Regions from separate parts of the Gossypium hirsutum genome. Here region 1 is linked to region 2. Evidence: chromatin contacts called from public Hi-C data. All regions are on one chromosome and are shown on one strand. The core of a region is the stretch at or near the end of the contact, and the rest is flanking DNA. Distances in the headings are between cores, read along the strand shown. Region 1 holds the start of LOC107922937 (protein S-acyltransferase 18). Region 2 holds the start of LOC107923018.

Region 1 (3,815 bases), core at 552-3,051, 330 kb after region 2:
AACTATTCAATTTTTATCTAATCCATATCAATAAAATAAATTCTAATTACTATTAAATTAAACTAAGCTAATTAAGGAGATTTTATTAAACTAAAACAATGAAAATTTCTAAATTTCTCAATCAATTTTAAAGACTTGTAACTCTAACTTTACCTAACTCAGTTAATCAATTATCTCTTGTTCAATTGTTCAATCTATGTAATTATTATTCCAGGATTCAATGACATTGTTGGACCCTTCCGATATCTAGCTAAGTTAATCACCCTTCCCCACTAGCTATATTCCTATGCTAAGCAAGTTAGGTGAAGTCACTAAGAATAAACCTATTAGGTTGATTAGGACATCATGTATATTCTTATCCTAGCCGCAAATTAATTTATTCATTAGCACTACTGAAGTTAATCCTAATTTATTTTGTCTAGATCTAAACCTTAATTTTCTCTTCCAAGACAAATCAAGATTATCAAATTAATGCAACTTGGTGATCATGTAAGTAGATTAAATAAGCACAAACTTGAATAAATAATTAGTAAAGATCAAACAATCAAAAAGAAAATAAATTAATTAAATAAGAAATAGGATCCATCTTTATTCCAAGAAAATAGAGTTTGATTCATATTGAGTTGAGAAAACCACACAAAAAGAGATTCAAAACAAACTTGCATAAAAAAGTAAAAAGAAATAATCTAGAGAAAAAATAGTTGAAGAATTTATGTTGAGCGCTTCAGATCTCTTTTTTCTTCTTGTCTTTGCAAGTTTGAAGTTACTCTTATGAAAGAGTTGTTCTTTCCTACTCTTTTCCTCCTTTTTTTCCTCTTAACTCTCATCACCCTTATTTTTAGGGTTTTAATCGTGCCACTCCACCGAACGCAAAAATTGCAGTAGAGCAAAACACTCACTGTCAAATTCTAAATTAGAGAGCATGCTCCACCACACTGAATCAAATCCAGTGGAGCGAAAGACTTCTCTTCACTACTTTTTACTATATGCTCCTAGTCTTCCATTCTTCATCTAAGACCTATAATGGGAAAAAGGAAAATAACCAATAAATCTAAACTAAATCTAAAAATGATAAAAGGAATGAACAAAATTTAAATAAAATCTAATTAATCCAATAAAAACTATAAAATGCAATAAAAACTAATCTAAATGCTATAATTACCTCCTAAGATACTATGGAAACTAAATTAAAAGAACTCTAAATATGCAAGTTATCAAGAAACTACACTATTCACATACAATCCTATTCATGTTTGCTTGGCACTTTCTATGTTTGTTTTACAATCCATGTTTGAGGTTTGTGTATACAACCCTATTCACATACAACCTTACATTGTCAATAACCAAGAGGAAACTCATTGAAATGATTTCCCTTATCAATAAATAATCCTACAACTTTGCTCAGAGGAGTTAGCTTACTGATAACATTAAGAAAGAGAGGTCCAATTCTAACCAACAAACACACACAAGTGGGGTTTACTTAGATGAGATTGCATGTTCACACAATATAAATTGCATACATAGCTTATATCAAACTACGTTGTTTCTTACAAGCATTAGAATCAATTAAATAATTATAGATTTAATTATTTTAATTAACAACACAAATATTCTAAGCAACTAAATTTTGAACCTAATTTTCAATAAAACTGAATATTTATAATTACATAAAACACATGCAAATGCTAAATAAAAGAACAAAAACAATAAAAATTACAATAAGCTAAAAACTCTACAAAAGTAAAAGTTGTTTCTAACCCTCTAAAAAATCCTATTTATGAAGTCTATTTTACCTAAAAAAGGGTTACAATAATAGCTAGGACTTTAAGCCTTGAAAAAGGTTGAAAATAGCCTCAAATTTGGAGTCAAAACGGCACGGAAAGCCTTCACGTGAAAGCTTTGGTGTTACGGCCTAGAGGAATCGAACCGGGGTGCCAAGTCCATTCGCGTCGAGGGACTAAATTTTAACCAAAAAGAAATTATGATGATGGCGGTGATGAATTTACAGCCGTTAGATGATGGGCCAGATTTTACATCCACAATCGCCATTCAAATTTCAAATCGCCTTTCCAAAAATCGAACGTTTGAGGGGATTCAAGAGCCAACATATATTCACTAAAGCAAAACAAAAGGAAATTTCATAGTTTCAACTTTGAAACCATATACCATGGATTTTGGCATTGTTTCATAAGTAGCTTGAATTTATTTAAGTTACTTTAATACCCCAAAAAAATCTGCTGTTGTTTTAGTTTTGTATTCAAAAAATTGAAAAACAAAATAAAGTTTTAAGAGCATGATGAGGATCATGAGACGCCATGGTTGGCAGCGACCTCTCCATCCTTTACAGGTAAATAAAAGTTAAAAACCCGTCTTTTGCTTTGGAACTCTTTACGGTTTTTTTTTGGCTGAAATCAAAATTGTTGGGTTTTTTTTTTCAGATGGTGGGAATGGCAGTCTTTAGTTTCCTAGTTGTGGCATTTTATACATTTTTAGGGCTTTTGCTTGGGAACAGAATAGCTGAAATCACTACCACAACGGTCTTTTCCTTTGTGGTAATGATCTTCACAAACCAAAAATGTGAACCCCTTTTTTGTGTTTTCTTATTGCTAACTTTCAATGGGGTTGATTTGTTTTTTTTTTTTCATTTACAGGCATTCTCAGTTATATTCCTGTTTGTTAGGTGTACTGCTATTGATCCTACTGATAAAACCAGCTTTAAGAAGAAGATAAAAGGGAAATCTAAAGGGATTTTGAAGCCAAATTATGGATTCATATTGACCCAGATTGTTGTAAGGTTTTTTAGGAGGCTGGAGAAGAAGATTCTAAGGACTTTTATAAGGAGGAAGTATTTGGATCCATGGAAAACCAATTTCCAAATGGAACCATTGTTACCATTTCCCCTTGTCATGAAAAATGATGCAGTTTCACCTGATGTTAAAGAGGATGATAATATCTCTTATTGTTCTCTATGTGATTTTGAGGTTTGCACTCTTTTTCTAGCTTTCCAAACAAAAACAAAATCACTACTTGCATTTATCATTTACACTAATGAGGCTTTGTCTCTATGGCAAGATTGAGGCCCTAGAGACTTTGAGATTTGAGTCTCACCTTATGTAAATGCATGGGTTCTTTTAGTTATAATTAGTTATTTAGTTTAGTGCTTATAATGATTGATTGCATCGGAAAAAAACCTTTTACATTCTTCTATGCTTTATCTTAGGTGAAAAACATAGCAAGCATTGTAGGACTTGCAACTAGTGTGTTGAAGGTTTTGATCATCATTTCAGGGTAAGAACCAATTTTGGTCTGTCAGTTTTTGTTTCCTTTTTAAGTTTTTAGTGTAATTTTAGAACCAATTTATGTTTATTGATATAGATTTGCTTGTTTTTATGTTATATATCGGTGGTTGAACAATTGTGTAGGCAAAAGAAACTATACACCAGTCATTCTTCTAACGATTTTTGTCTTGCTAATGGTAAGTGGCTTTTCTATGTCCTTCAAATGCTCCAAAAAGGCTTCAAATTCTAAGTTTATTATGGTGTCCTAACAATTAATTGTTACTGTTACAATAGCTGATTCTAGAAGGAGGCACTGCAATTGCTATATTTATTAGGTGCTTTGTGGACAAGAAGGGAATAGAGCAAGAACTGGAGAAAAGGCTTTACATAAAGTTCCCTAAAGAATTTCTTGCCACTATAACAGTAAATATTATTATCTCTTTTCCACATTGGAAAATCTCTCTTATTGGAGTTCATTTTGAATGCAAAAAATCTGGTTTGGGTTTGTCTCAACTCTTGTAAAAGTTATAGGTTTTG
Region 2 (3,986 bases), core at 1,400-3,899:
CCTGGAGGATTGACTGTGAAAGGAGAATGGAAACAGAAGTTTTTAACATTTTCCAAACGTCATTGCCACAATATTTCCTTGTGGCTGGCCTCCAAATGTCACCTAGGGAGATCCTTGATAAAAAAGTTGGCCTGAATGAAAATTTTCTTTCATTACTTGCTAAGAAAATAGGCTAAGATAAAACCTTCATAATCAAATCAAATCATTATACAGTGCACATTATAAGATGAAGTGATGTCGGATCAAGATGATTCATTTCTTTGTTTTTCCTTATTTTCCAAACTGTTGTCTAATTATCAGCACATTTTATTAACACTTTAGGTTTCTCATAAATATTTAACATCTTTATTATTGTTTTAAAAAAATCCAAACTGTTGTCTAATTATCAGCACATGTTATTAACACTTTAAGTTTCTCGTTTACTATTGTTTTTTTTTTTTTTAACAAAGTACTTTTTGAAGAACATGTAAGCCGATGTTATCTCAACCCTTCCCATCATATCCTGTCCATGAATGGAAAACATGAAGCATTGGATGCACAATTTGATGACAACCTTCCCATATGTAAAGAACATGAAAAGTTCGGTTTAACATACCTTAAATAAGGTTCGGAAACACTACTAACACTGTCAAGCTGAAATGGTGTTTCTGGTGTAGGAGGTAGAAGTCCAACTCTAGCAAGTAACTTCCTTAGAAGCCTTCCACGGGGTCCAATGGCTGATAGAAATCCTTCATAGCGACTAACTGCCCTCTGTGCTGCCAACCAGATAGGAAGGTCGCGATCTGATAGTTGGTCAACCCCCAGGAGACTTTCAGAATTTTGCTCATCATTAAGATATGACTGTTGAAAGAGAGATAGTTCCTCAAGCCAAAGCTTCAACCTCCTAACCCAGTTTCCTGCTTTGTCTTTCTCATAAGAAGATTTGAAAGCCTGTCCTAAAGTTGAAGATTGTCAAACTGAATGATTTATTACTCAAATTCGGGAAGTTAAAAAACTACAAAGATGAAACAAATAATATAGCTCAGACTACCAGAATACTAATGAATTAAATAACAGAGATCAATCATTGACACCTCGAAAGGTCACTTAAAATATATCGGTGCAGTCAATTCCATTCAGAAAACCTTGTTGGCATGCCTTCTAATGTTGGAAAGTCAACTAGGAAAGGGGAATTACCTCTTTGAGATTATAAGTAATCCATTTGCCAACCTTTCCCAATGGTTTTGATATAATGGAGAAGAATGCTTGCAGAAGTCTGGATTGTAAGTAATCCAGCTTTTCAACAATAAGTAGACCCTTCTGCCTCTCAGTTGCATATCCCCGCCTGTAAGAAAGAGGCCATTCTGAATCCAACATATTTACTAGTGAAAGCATGTAGAAAGTACATGCACACAGTAACTAAATTACCGGAATATAATCGCATTGGATTCGGATGCTTTCTTCCAGTCCACATATATGGGCAAAGTTAGGAGATAATCGGTGTTCAAGGCATTTGTCAACATCAAATCCGTAACTGATAGTTCTTCAAATTGCGCGTCATTAAGAAGTTGCATAAAAGATCTTTGAAAACGAGTAGCAACTGCAACTCTACAAACAGTTTTTGCATTGAAGTATTAATTTAACTGAAATATTGATCTAAAAGAACAATTATATGTGTGGCCGAATTTATAAGACTAACCTGGTCTTATCATCGGAAAACCTCCTAACATTTTTAGCTGAAGAATTTAGAAAGTTCCTCAAGTCCAAACCGTAATTGAACCACGTATCAGGTTCGATGTTATCCTCGTCGGTGAACTTAGATCTTTCACCGTTGGCTACAACTTCCGATTCTGAAACGTGCTCTGTCTTTCTATTTCCCTCTACGGAATAAGGATAGTAATAATCGGTTCGTATTTGCTCCAAAATGCTTTTGTGTTGGGCGTGAAGGATTGAATCCAGACACCTGGAAATTTTACACCGTAAAAGAAAATATCAAAGTTGAACGCAATAAACAAGAAATCGGAGAAGTTTTTTTAAACTTACGACGAAAGGAGGCGAAATTGACGCGCATCTTCATCTCGAGATTCGAACAAGCTCGAAACAATAGCATCCAAGAGCTCCGCCTTGGAAACTGGTATGTATTTCTGTCTAGGCACTTGAATTCTCGAAATTCCTGGTTTTTCCTCTTCTTCTTCGTCTTCATCTTCTTCATTCTTTATCCTCGGAACAACATCGCTGGTATCGGTGATCGTTAAATTAACGTCGTTTCGGGTTCCCAATGGCTCAGTGGATACGGCGCGGAGTCCCTGCGGAATACCGGGAACTTTGAGAGTGGCTACGGTCCGTAATAACAGGTAAGAAGCCGGTGAACGAGCACCTAAAAAAGGGCACCGTTCAAGGGATGATGATGGAGCGGTGACGCTGGTTTGAGTTTGCAAAGATAACATCAGATCGGAGGTGAAAGAAAATTTTTGAACTCTCGCGGGTTTTACAGTTGAAAAGCTTTTTGTTTCTTTAAATAAATAAATAATTATAATTATAGTTATTATTGTTGCCTGTTGGGCATATATGGCCGGTGGTGGTCGGAAATGAGGAGAGAAGAGTAAGGGGCCGGTGGTAAGTATACTTTGGATAAGGAAATTTAGCTTGGCCCAGTATTGTTTGAATTTATCGCTTTCGTTCTTTCTTTTTTTTAAGGAATCGCTTTATTTTCTTGGTTGTTAATAATTTGTAATTTTAATGTTTCGTCTAAAATATATACTTATTGCAGTCTTGATGCCACGTCGTTTTAATATAACTGTGAATATTATTTTTTCAATAAATTTAAATTTAAAATTTATCGAGAATAATAAAATCAAGGGTAAACTATTAAAATAGTCACTTTTATTTATTTTAAATTATATTTGAGTCACTTATGTTTGAAATATTACGTTTTAGTCACTTACATTATCACGTTGTAACATTTTAGTCATTGAGCCGTTAATTGCCGTTAATTGTGTAACGGTAAGCTGATATGGTACGTTAAATCATCATTTCAAACAAAAATTTTAGATTAATTTATACAATCGGTCTCTATTTTTTTTTTGTTTTGAGCAATTTAATTTTTTTCTTTTATATTCTTTTAACTTTATTTATTTTTCTTTATTTTTCACTCTTTCTTGCATCTCCCTCTGTTTTTCTCCTTTCTTCATTTCTTTTAATGTAGTTTTTTTATATTTTCCATTTATTAAAACTAATCCCTATACTTTTATTTTCTTGAATTTAAGTTTTTCAAGTAAGGCGAGCTTAGTCCAGGCCGTGTGGAATGGTCCAGCTCGTGTGGCTCCTGTAAATCGTTTCGATTTTTCAGTTTTCGCTCTTTTTACTCTAAAATGCTCTTCTAAGTATAAAAACATGAAGTTAAAAGATTAGGAATATAAAATTCACCATTAGCATCGAATAATTACCAAAGACGCATTAAGAATGAGGCCAACAACATGTTAATTTTAGCACCTACAATATATATATATATTTAAATTTCAATCCTATCCAAATTGCAATAGTTAAATGCATTTGGTTGAATTTTGCCAATAGTCCTATTCCATCCGTAAAATTATATATTTAATTTATATTTTTAAATTTTTTCATTATTAATCTTTATATTTTTAGAATTTTAGAATTTTAATTTTGATGCAACAACAATAATTAAATTCATTAATTGTATTTTTTTGTGTGTGTGAATATTATTTGAAAACAGCAAATTAATATGCAGGGGGCAACAAAGGGATAGTAGGAGCCTGGACACTCCCAAATTTAAAAATTTAAAATTTGACCCTTTAAAATTTATGACATTTTAAATTAGTACATGGTAGAATTATACTTTAGCCTTTAAAATGATAAAATTTTGATATAATCCTTTAAAAATTATAAAGATACAAACTATTAAAATAGCGAAATTACATTTTAACTCTCATAAAATTATATAACTTAGTTTTTACTCCTCCAAACAATTTTCTAGCTTTGCCTCT

Evidence for each region. Hi-C and Micro-C count contacts between places; a contact is called where the count stands out from the background.
Region 1: a Hi-C map of leaf shows a contact between it and region 2, with 1.7 times the contacts expected there. The contact joins the promoter of LOC107922937 here to the promoter of LOC107923018 in region 2. A contact is called at or near these places in 10 of 34 Hi-C or Micro-C datasets (callus, leaf and petal).

Annotation. Positions count from the first base shown.
Region 1 is chrA12:83,603,174-83,606,988 of Gossypium_hirsutum_v2.1, forward strand. It overlaps LOC107922937 (protein S-acyltransferase 18), which reads left to right and starts at 1,802. Exons shown (of 8, transcript XM_016853142.2): 1 at 1,802-2,347; 2 at 2,439-2,552; 3 at 2,652-2,981; 4 at 3,221-3,288; 5 at 3,423-3,475; 6 at 3,573-3,701. The coding sequence starts at 2,294. The coding sequence ends at 3,613.
Region 2 is chrA12:83,268,439-83,272,424 of Gossypium_hirsutum_v2.1, forward strand. LOC107923018 reads right to left here and starts at 2,650. Exons shown (of 14, transcript XM_016853220.2): 1 at 2,023-2,650; 2 at 1,679-1,942; 3 at 1,408-1,587; 4 at 1,177-1,324; 5 at 596-930; 6 at 2-131. The coding sequence starts at 2,426.